Linked DNA regions of Sus scrofa: region 2 is linked to region 1. The links are chromatin contacts, called in public Hi-C maps. All regions are on one chromosome and are shown on one strand. Each heading gives the region's core, a stretch centred on a gene start, on an enhancer-like site or on the middle of the called end of the contact. The rest is flanking DNA. Distances are from core to core; before and after follow the strand shown.

The links. A called contact is a pair of places that touch in the nucleus more often than the background predicts.
Region 2: a Hi-C map of alveolar macrophages shows a contact between it and region 1, with 4 times the contacts expected there. The contact joins the enhancer-like site here to the promoter of PTK2B in region 1. A contact is called at or near these places in 5 of 5 promoter capture datasets (fetal liver, fetal skeletal muscle, liver and 1 more), 36 of 47 Hi-C or Micro-C datasets (adipocytes, adipose tissue, alveolar macrophages and 19 more) and 2 of 2 datasets of contacts at active chromatin or transcription factors (alveolar macrophages and skeletal muscle).

What each region holds. Positions count from the first base shown.
Region 1 is chr14:11,063,361-11,067,322 of Sscrofa11.1, reverse strand. It overlaps PTK2B (protein-tyrosine kinase 2-beta), which reads right to left and starts at 2,223. Exons shown (of 31, transcript XM_001925998.6): 1 at 1,958-2,223.
Region 2 is chr14:11,166,910-11,170,871 of Sscrofa11.1, reverse strand. PTK2B (protein-tyrosine kinase 2-beta) reads right to left here. Exons shown (of 31, transcript XM_001925998.6): 9 at 3,536-3,610; 10 at 2,880-2,981; 11 at 2,058-2,175; 12 at 1,491-1,530; 13 at 1,013-1,059; 14 at 82-132. Among named protein-coding and RNA genes, the nearest start is that of CHRNA2, 35 kb to the left of the region's middle. Within about 2 kb of position 2,326, at least 5 of the 83 cell types and tissues checked have an H3K27ac peak or open chromatin away from gene starts, as enhancers often do. A contact at or near this core is called in alveolar macrophages, where this site is marked.

The DNA.
Region 1 (3,962 bases), core at 974-3,473:
CAGTTTACATGAATTTCAGATAAACACTGGGTAATGTCTTAGTGTAAGTATACCCCAATATTGCATGGGACATACTTATACTTCTTCTTCTTCTTCTTTTGTTTTTTTTTTTTTTTGCTTTTTAGGGCTACACCCACAGCTTATGGAAGTTCCCAGGCTGGAGTCAAATCGGAGCTATAGCTGCTGGGCTACACCACAGCTCACAGGAACATTGGATCCTTAACCTACTGAGCGAGGCCGGGGATAGAACCAGCATCCTTATGGATGCTAGTCGGGTTTGTTACTGCCGAGCCACAACATGACCTCTAGGATATATATTATACTTGACAGATATTCGTGGCTTACCTGAAATTCAAATCTGAGCGACCTGTATTTTCATTTGCTAAATCTGGCAGCCCCGCCCTGAGTCAAGCGGAGGCTGATGGCTCTGGTCCCAAGTAACAGGAGTTGCCATGGCAGCCTGGGCAGGCCCTTCTGGCGCCATCTCTCCCTACCTCTCCAGCTCACCTCGCCCTGCACTCTCCATGTGCTGAACACCCGAGCTACTTTCAGTTTCCTGGGTGCGTCACGCTGCTGCTTCTGCTCTTGGGTCCAGCACTTGCTGAGCCCTGTGCTGTTCATTCCCCCCCTCCCCCCCTGCCCTGTGGCTAATTCTACTGATCCTTCAGGTCCCCACTTAGAGTCAATTCTGCCAGGAAGCCTTCCTGGACATCGTGATGGGCTCCTCCCAACCCCCAGTGCTGGGCTGGTCAGCACCTGCCCCTTACGCCCCAGGGCTGGGTCCCAGGCACCTGGCCTCAGGTAGGAAGTCAGCAAATGCTTACTGAATGAGGGACAAGAGCAGAGGGTCCTGCTGGAGCTGGTCTCTTGAATGTGACTCCTTCCCTCCCCTCTCCATCTCCACTCGCTTTCTCCTCTCTGCCTCCTCTCCCTCCAGCCACCCCGAGGCGTGAAAGTTCCACTACTGCATTCCTTGGCCACAAGGGATGGAGACAACACCTCGAGCCCCTTCGCTGATCCTTCCGCACCGATTGCCTGAGGGCTCCTGTCCAGCTATGGGTCATAGGAAAGCTCTTCCTCCTCTGGCTTCTGAATCCCCCTGGAGAATGCCCCCTCCGTGTCCACAATTCCGCTCTCCTTCACCTCCAAGCCCCTCAGAGAAGGAGCCTGATTGGACTGAGCTCCAAGTTCGGGGTGTGGGGAGACTCCAGCGTCAGATGGCTGAGGGTTAGGGCAGGTGGTGGGGCTCGGTGGGCTCAGAACATCACCCATATGTCGCCTGTTCACCCACCCAAGGCTTTGCCCACGCACAGCCTGACAGGAGGAGAAGGCGGCACAGAATTTAACCCCTTAGGGGCATTCTGAAATAGTTTTGCAAAGACCTAGGGTGGCAGCAAGCGGTGTAACTTTAGTCCCCACAATACACACACGCACGCGCGCGCGCGCACACACACACACACACACACACACACACACTGTTCTGTCTCTACTCCTCGCCAAACCCTGCTTACTTCCAGTCGGAGCAAGAATCAAATGGGGAGAGCAGCCGGGTGTGTGTGGGAATGTGACCAGGGTGGGCCTGCCAAAGGGGACAGCAGGAGCAGAGCTGGGCGCGGCAAAGGGCTACAATACCGGAGTTGCGGTTGAGCTGGGAAAGCTCTCCAGTCTGACCTTTAGAGGCGGGTGGCCTTTCTGCGCCCTCTCATCACCCCCTGCCCCAGCCTCTCCGCTCTGAATACGTCAAGAGGACTAAGAGGGAGAAACACCCTTTACTCTCAACTTAACTCCAAAAATAGAATCCCCTCCCCCACCCCACCCCCCACCCGCAGCTCCACTTCTGGGTGCGTGGCTCCTGGTTCAGGAACTCGCTCGCGTCCGGGTCCCCCCAACCTCCCACCTCGTCCAGCCTCCAACTTCTGGCTGGGCGCTCAGCCCCGATCGCGGGAGGGGGACTCACAAGGAGGGAAGCGCCGGCTCCCGGCGGCAGCTCTTCGGCTCGGCCAGGTGCGGGGCTGCGGCAGGTACAGGTGCGGCGGGGACTGCGCAGGTAAGGAAGGGGTTCCTCGGAGGGGCTTCGCGGCGGCTCCGGAGGCCTCCGCTGAGTAAGAGCGCTGACAGGTTTGTGTTTTCCCCTCTCCCCCTCCGACTTAACCACACCCCTGCTGCTCTCCTCCCCACTTCCTTAAAGGGTGGGGTGTGTTGTCTGCGGTGCTGAGCGTGTGTGCGGCTCCAGCCTCTTACCATAAACTCTGAAATAGACGCCGCCGCCAATTCTTAGAGCTACAAGTGCCCACCTGGCGGCCACGGCGGACCCTGGGTGGGGGGTGGGGGGAGGTGTCTTCTGTTGCTCTTTGCCCCCTGTGAGCAGTGGAGCTCCCAATTCTTACTACGCCTCCCTCTGCCTTTCCCTCCACTTGGAAACTTGGGAAGGTCATGCTTAGAGGTTGGTGTTTCCTCTTAGCCCCCAGGTAGGTTTCAGAGGTGGAGACTGTCACTTGCCTGTCACACTGCCGTCCTTGTTGTCCCTCCTGGTCTCTTCATGCCCTAAAGTGCCCAGCCTCTTCTGGGGGCACCAGCGACCAGGTGACTCTCACCAAGGATCTTGGCAGAACTCATCCAAAGCCCTAACAATATGGAGGAGGTCCTTGCCCTGTAACAGCCAGGACCAGAGTGCGGCACAAGAACAGTCATAGAAGTTGAGTGGCCTTTGCTCACAGCAGCCCACTTTGTTGCCCAGAACCAAGAGGCCGGTTCACCTCTTCACTCAGGCCAGCAGGGCAGTGAGAGCTGAGGCAGTGACTCAAGGGCACTTAGCAACCCCTTTCCCTATCACTGGAAAGATTCCAGACTTTCTCCTGAGTAGGAGGAGGTGAACAGGGCTTAGCATTAAGGTCAAAAAGCTGGTGTGTCACTCAGCGTTCCCCCGCATCTTCTCCAGAGCCCCCACTCTAAACCTCTTCATTCTGCACCCTGTGAAGGGCTGGATCTCCTACAGTTCTAGAAGATGCTCTTCACCAGGGCAGCCCTAACTAAACATGGTGCCCCCTAAAGTTGTGCAGCCACACGTGGCAGCCCTTCATACCCGATACCCTTCCCACCCCCTCGTGACACTTTCTCACACCCTGCTTCCAAACTCTGCAAACCAGCCACCCAAGAAAAAGGAAAGGCAAAGCCAGCATTTGGTGAGCATGTCTAAATAATCACTGTGCTAAGGAAGCATTCAGTTTACATTTCATCTGCATTTATATTTCACTTAATTCTCCCCATTTTGTGAAAAGAGGATTGAGACGAATGAACCACACACACTGTTTCTCCTGGCATGATCAGTGGCTTTTAAAATGTAGATACCTTGGAGTTCCTGCTGCGGTGCAATGGGATCTGTGGTATCTTGGGAGCCCTGAGACCCAGATTTGATCCCTGGCCCGGCACAGTGGGTTAAGGATCTGATGTTGCTGCAGCTGCAGCTTAGTTTGTGCTGCGGCTCAGATCTGATCACTGGCCTGGAAACTCCATATCACAGGGTGGCCGAAAAAATAAAAAATAACATAAAATAAAGATACCTGGATGACACTCCAAGTCTAGTGAAAATCAGAATCTCTGCACCCAGGCTCCCCCCACTCATGCAGGGCAACTTACAACTTACCATGGAGCTCACAGCCACGACTACTGGTGCTCAGTCCTGTTCATCCTGTCCACCAATTAGCCATGTTCTCAACACCAGGTAATACCGGGTGATACCAGGGTCTGCAAAGCAGTCAGAAGACATGCAAGTAGGTATCCAGGGAGACCTTGGCTAGGGCTTGGGCAGCAAGGTGAGTCAGTTGGGGTAAATTGGATTTAGCTGGGGACTTATGGGGAAAGGGGCAACTGGACCACTCTGCAAGGAACCTGTCAGAGTGCATCAGAAAGCAGGTGGCCAGACCGTCTTCTTGTGATCAGGAATGAGGTGATGAAGGTCCAGC
Region 2 (3,962 bases), core at 1,077-3,576, 100 kb before region 1:
CCTCTGTGGTGTCACATGGGTTCCCAAATGTCACTCCCCAGGGCCCTGGCTGTGGCCGAGGTAGGGGGGTTAGGGATCTACCTCCTGGTCTTCGCAGGGTCTCATCAGGAATCTCTGCATAGATGTCTGACTCTGGAACGACAGAAGGAGGCCACCCATGGGCAAGATGCTCCAAGGGGCACCACCAGGAACCAGGTGTGGGGCTTCCCCGTGCAGCCCAGTGGGACCGAGCTGACATTTCTGGGCGTGGGGAGGAGGCAGGCAAGAACCGGGCTCGTGTTCTGGGCTTCAGAGTGGCCACTGAACTCATGAACCTGGGCCTGGGTCCCGGCTCACTGCTACCCATTTATTATTTAGGGCAAGTTGATTTGTCTATCTCTCTGTGAAATGAATGTTTCTGGGGAATATAAAGATCAAATAAAATAATACCTATTGCATATTTAACACTGTCATGAACTGAATGTTTGAGTCTCCTTCCTCCATCCCCAAATGCTTATGTTGAAGCCTTGACACCCAGTGTGACGGTATTTGGAGGTGGAGCCTTTGGGAGGTGATTAGGTTTAGATGAGGTCGTGAGAGTGGAGCCCCCATGATGGGAGTAGTGTCCTTGGAAGAAGAGGAAGAGCGACCAGAACTATACATGTCTCCACCATGTGAGGATGCAGAGGAGGCCGTGAGAAGGCAGCCGTCTGCAAGGCAGGAAGAGAGCCCTCACCAGGACCCACTCACGCTAGCACCTTGATCTTGGACCTCAAGTCTCCAGAGCTGCGAAAAATCAGTGCCTGTCTTTTAAGCCCCCAGGCTGTGGTCTTTGGTTATGGAACCTGAGCTGACCAGGATGAGCACAGTGCCCTGTAGCTGTAACCCGATACATGTTAGCTACTAGGATTAATGGTGTTAAAGCCATCACTGAGGAGTCATAGGGAAAGATCATTTTTCTGTAACTTTGAGGCAATCCTTGATGATGTCACAAGGGCAAGCAGAAGTGGAGGATGGCAGATGGGTAGCTTACCTATGCTGCAGCTTTCTGAGAGGTGGGACCGCCGGGGCTCCGTGTTTCTGTAGGAGATGGGAGGGCAGGAGCCACATGAGCACAGAGCCTGGCAGTGCTCCCCCAGGGCAGCCTTGGCTTGAGGGGCAGCTGTGCTGTGCCCCCTCCTGCCTAGAGAAGCAGCCTGTCCTGATGGCAATTACCTGGGAGAAAGGCCCAGGTGGCTGGGGGCAGGGGGGGGCGGCAGGCAGAGGGGAAAGGAGAGCAGCAAACCCCTCGAGATGATGCCAGAGTGTTCCTATATGGATTTACTGGGAGAATTTTACTGGTGAAAAATCACCACATGTGAAATGGTGGGGTTCCAGTATTTTCTCCTGGGGCCCAGAAACCATGGGGTCGGGGTTGGTGGGGAGGCTGTCTGTTTGCTCTGCCTGCGCTGGGAAGACACAGGATGGGTGCAGGGCCAGCTCCCCTGCCTTCCGCCTTCCGGTTTACTCACAGTGTGGGGATCTGGGGCAGGCTGTTCCGCTTCTCACCATCTGGAGAGAGAGGAAGGAGAGGGGGAGCTGGAGCCGGGGACACACGGTCCTGGCTGTGACCCAACACAGGCAGACCCCTCCCGCCCTTCTGTGGCTTCTCAAAGTCGGAGTGGAAGCTGGCCTGAATTGGAATCCTCTTAATAGAAGAAACTCCTGGGCTTCCTCTGCCACTGTCACTTTGCAGCCCGAACCCTGCTTTCCGATTCCATCCATCACACATACAGGCGGAACTAGCCATGCTCTAGCCATAGCTTTGATCTTCCCACGGCTACGAACATCTTTCTTCCAGAAGCTGGTCCCCATGTTGCGCTTGGGCCAGCGGGCCCAGGGCTTGTAGCTGAGGACCCAGGATGGCACCACAGGGAGCATCCAGAAGGGCTGAGTGAGCCCCTTCCCACACTTCCAAAGCCTCTTCATTCGTATCAGTTAATGGTTTGGCCTCTCCTGCTCTGTCTGCCTCTGGGGGCCTGGCTGGGCTGTGCCGCCATCTGCTCCTCGGGCCAATTTACCTTCAAGTGGAAACGCACCTTTCTTGGGACGAATGATGAGAGAGCCTTTGTGCTCCCCCTGCAGCCGGCAGTAACCGTCTACGAGGTCAGCCATGTTCTCGGCCTCTGCCAGAGAGGAGGTTTTGATGGACAAGGACTGCAGGGAAGAGACCAGCCAAAGGTGAGACTCCAGAGCCTTGGCTAGAGTCTACTGCACAGGACTGGAGAAGAAGAAACTATAGGGCCTGGATCCGTCTGCCTTTCTCCTGGGGTTGGGTTTGCATTCCCCATCGCCACCAGGGGGCACTCTCGTTACCCTCCCAATGGACCACCCTACACTCTAGGAAGGCCATTCCAGCTCCGACTTATACTGGTCTCTGAGTGCGCCTTCTACCTAGTAGCTGCTCAGTATGAGGGCAAGAACTGAGAAAAGAGGTGAGGGAAGGAGTGGGGCAGGAGACAGATGGATGAAAGGGGAGATGGACAACCTGTTTGCAGTCTATTCTCTGATTCCTCCAGCCACAAAAAGCCCCTAGTCCCTGAGGTCTTGCTTCTGAGTCATTGTTCACTTGTTCGAAGTTAGACCTCTGCGCTCTATTTTGATTTCTGGTCACTTTACCCACCCCTACTCTCCAAACCTCCTCCAACTTCTTTCTTGATATTTAAAAAAATAACTTTGCTTCCTGAAATAGTTCCCTTAATTTATCATCATCCTGCTACTTGGTCTAAGAACTAAGGTGCAGTTTTCTTAACAAGATTCCAGCAGTCAGGGAAGCCCCACCAGGCTGGCCTGAGCAGGAAACTCCCAACCTGTGGCTGCTCCCATTGTTTCACAGAGTCCAGGTGCCCAGGGATGCTCACCTGGGGGGCACCTTCAATGCCCAGCTGCAGTACCGCCTGGCCTTCCTCCAGCGGGAGGCACCTGATGGACTTGATCTGCTTGAACTCGGCCAGGCAGGTGGGCTGTGGGAAAGGAGGGGGGCCCTTCAGACCATCCCATTCGTGAGAGCAGGCTGTGCAGATGGGTCAGTGGGGCATGGGGGTGTGGCACAAGGGAGAAGTGGGCACTGGGAGTCTCTCAGGGGATGGAGAAAGAATCAAAGATGATTAAGGTTAGAAGGATCATCTAGCTCAAGCCCCTTGCAGAAGAAAAAAAATGAATCTGGAGAGAGCCGGAGTTTGCCCAAGGTCATAGGCCAAGTTGGTGGTAGAGCCAGGATTGGACCCAGGTCTCTGACTCCCAGCGGCATGGGTACCACTGGAGTTGCCATTGGAAGAGCAACTCTCTCATCTGAATCAGAAGAGCAAAGTAGTGTCCTTCCACCCACTCCCCAAACATTGCTGCCCGCCTCCTCTCGGGGATGCATATAAAGAACAACCTGCCCCATGTGTTATCCCCAGCACTCTCTGCAGCTGCTGACACCAAGGGCCTCTGCTATCAGCGATGGGGCAGCAGAAAGGGGAGGACCTCTCTGCCTGGGGCTGGTAGGTGGCTGGGGCCTGCCTCCAGTCTCTACCTTTGCATCTTGACTTGTCAGCTGGCGGATGCCTTTAGGGCCGATGACCAGGTCCACGGTAATGTTCCATCCTTGCTGGAATCAAAGGAGAAATGGGCTGTTGTCCCAGCTCTGCCCGATCACATTTCAGAAATTTGAAAACACTTCACTACGACGCTAGACACAGGCCATTGTTTCCTGGACCTTCCAGCTCCTTCCATCCTACCCCTTCCACCACACAGATTATACCCCCTCCCAACACCCTGCCGGCCCCGCCCCGCCTCCCAGAGTTGGAGCCAGGAGCTCAGTTCCCTTCTCCAGGCAAGTAGCTTAATGTTAGTTGGATCTGGGGACACATCAGGGAGGCCCTGGTGCTACAGAACCTACAAGCAAGCAAAGCCTCTTTTTGACCTCACCCCCCGCCCCAAGTTGGCCCCGTGGCCCCCTT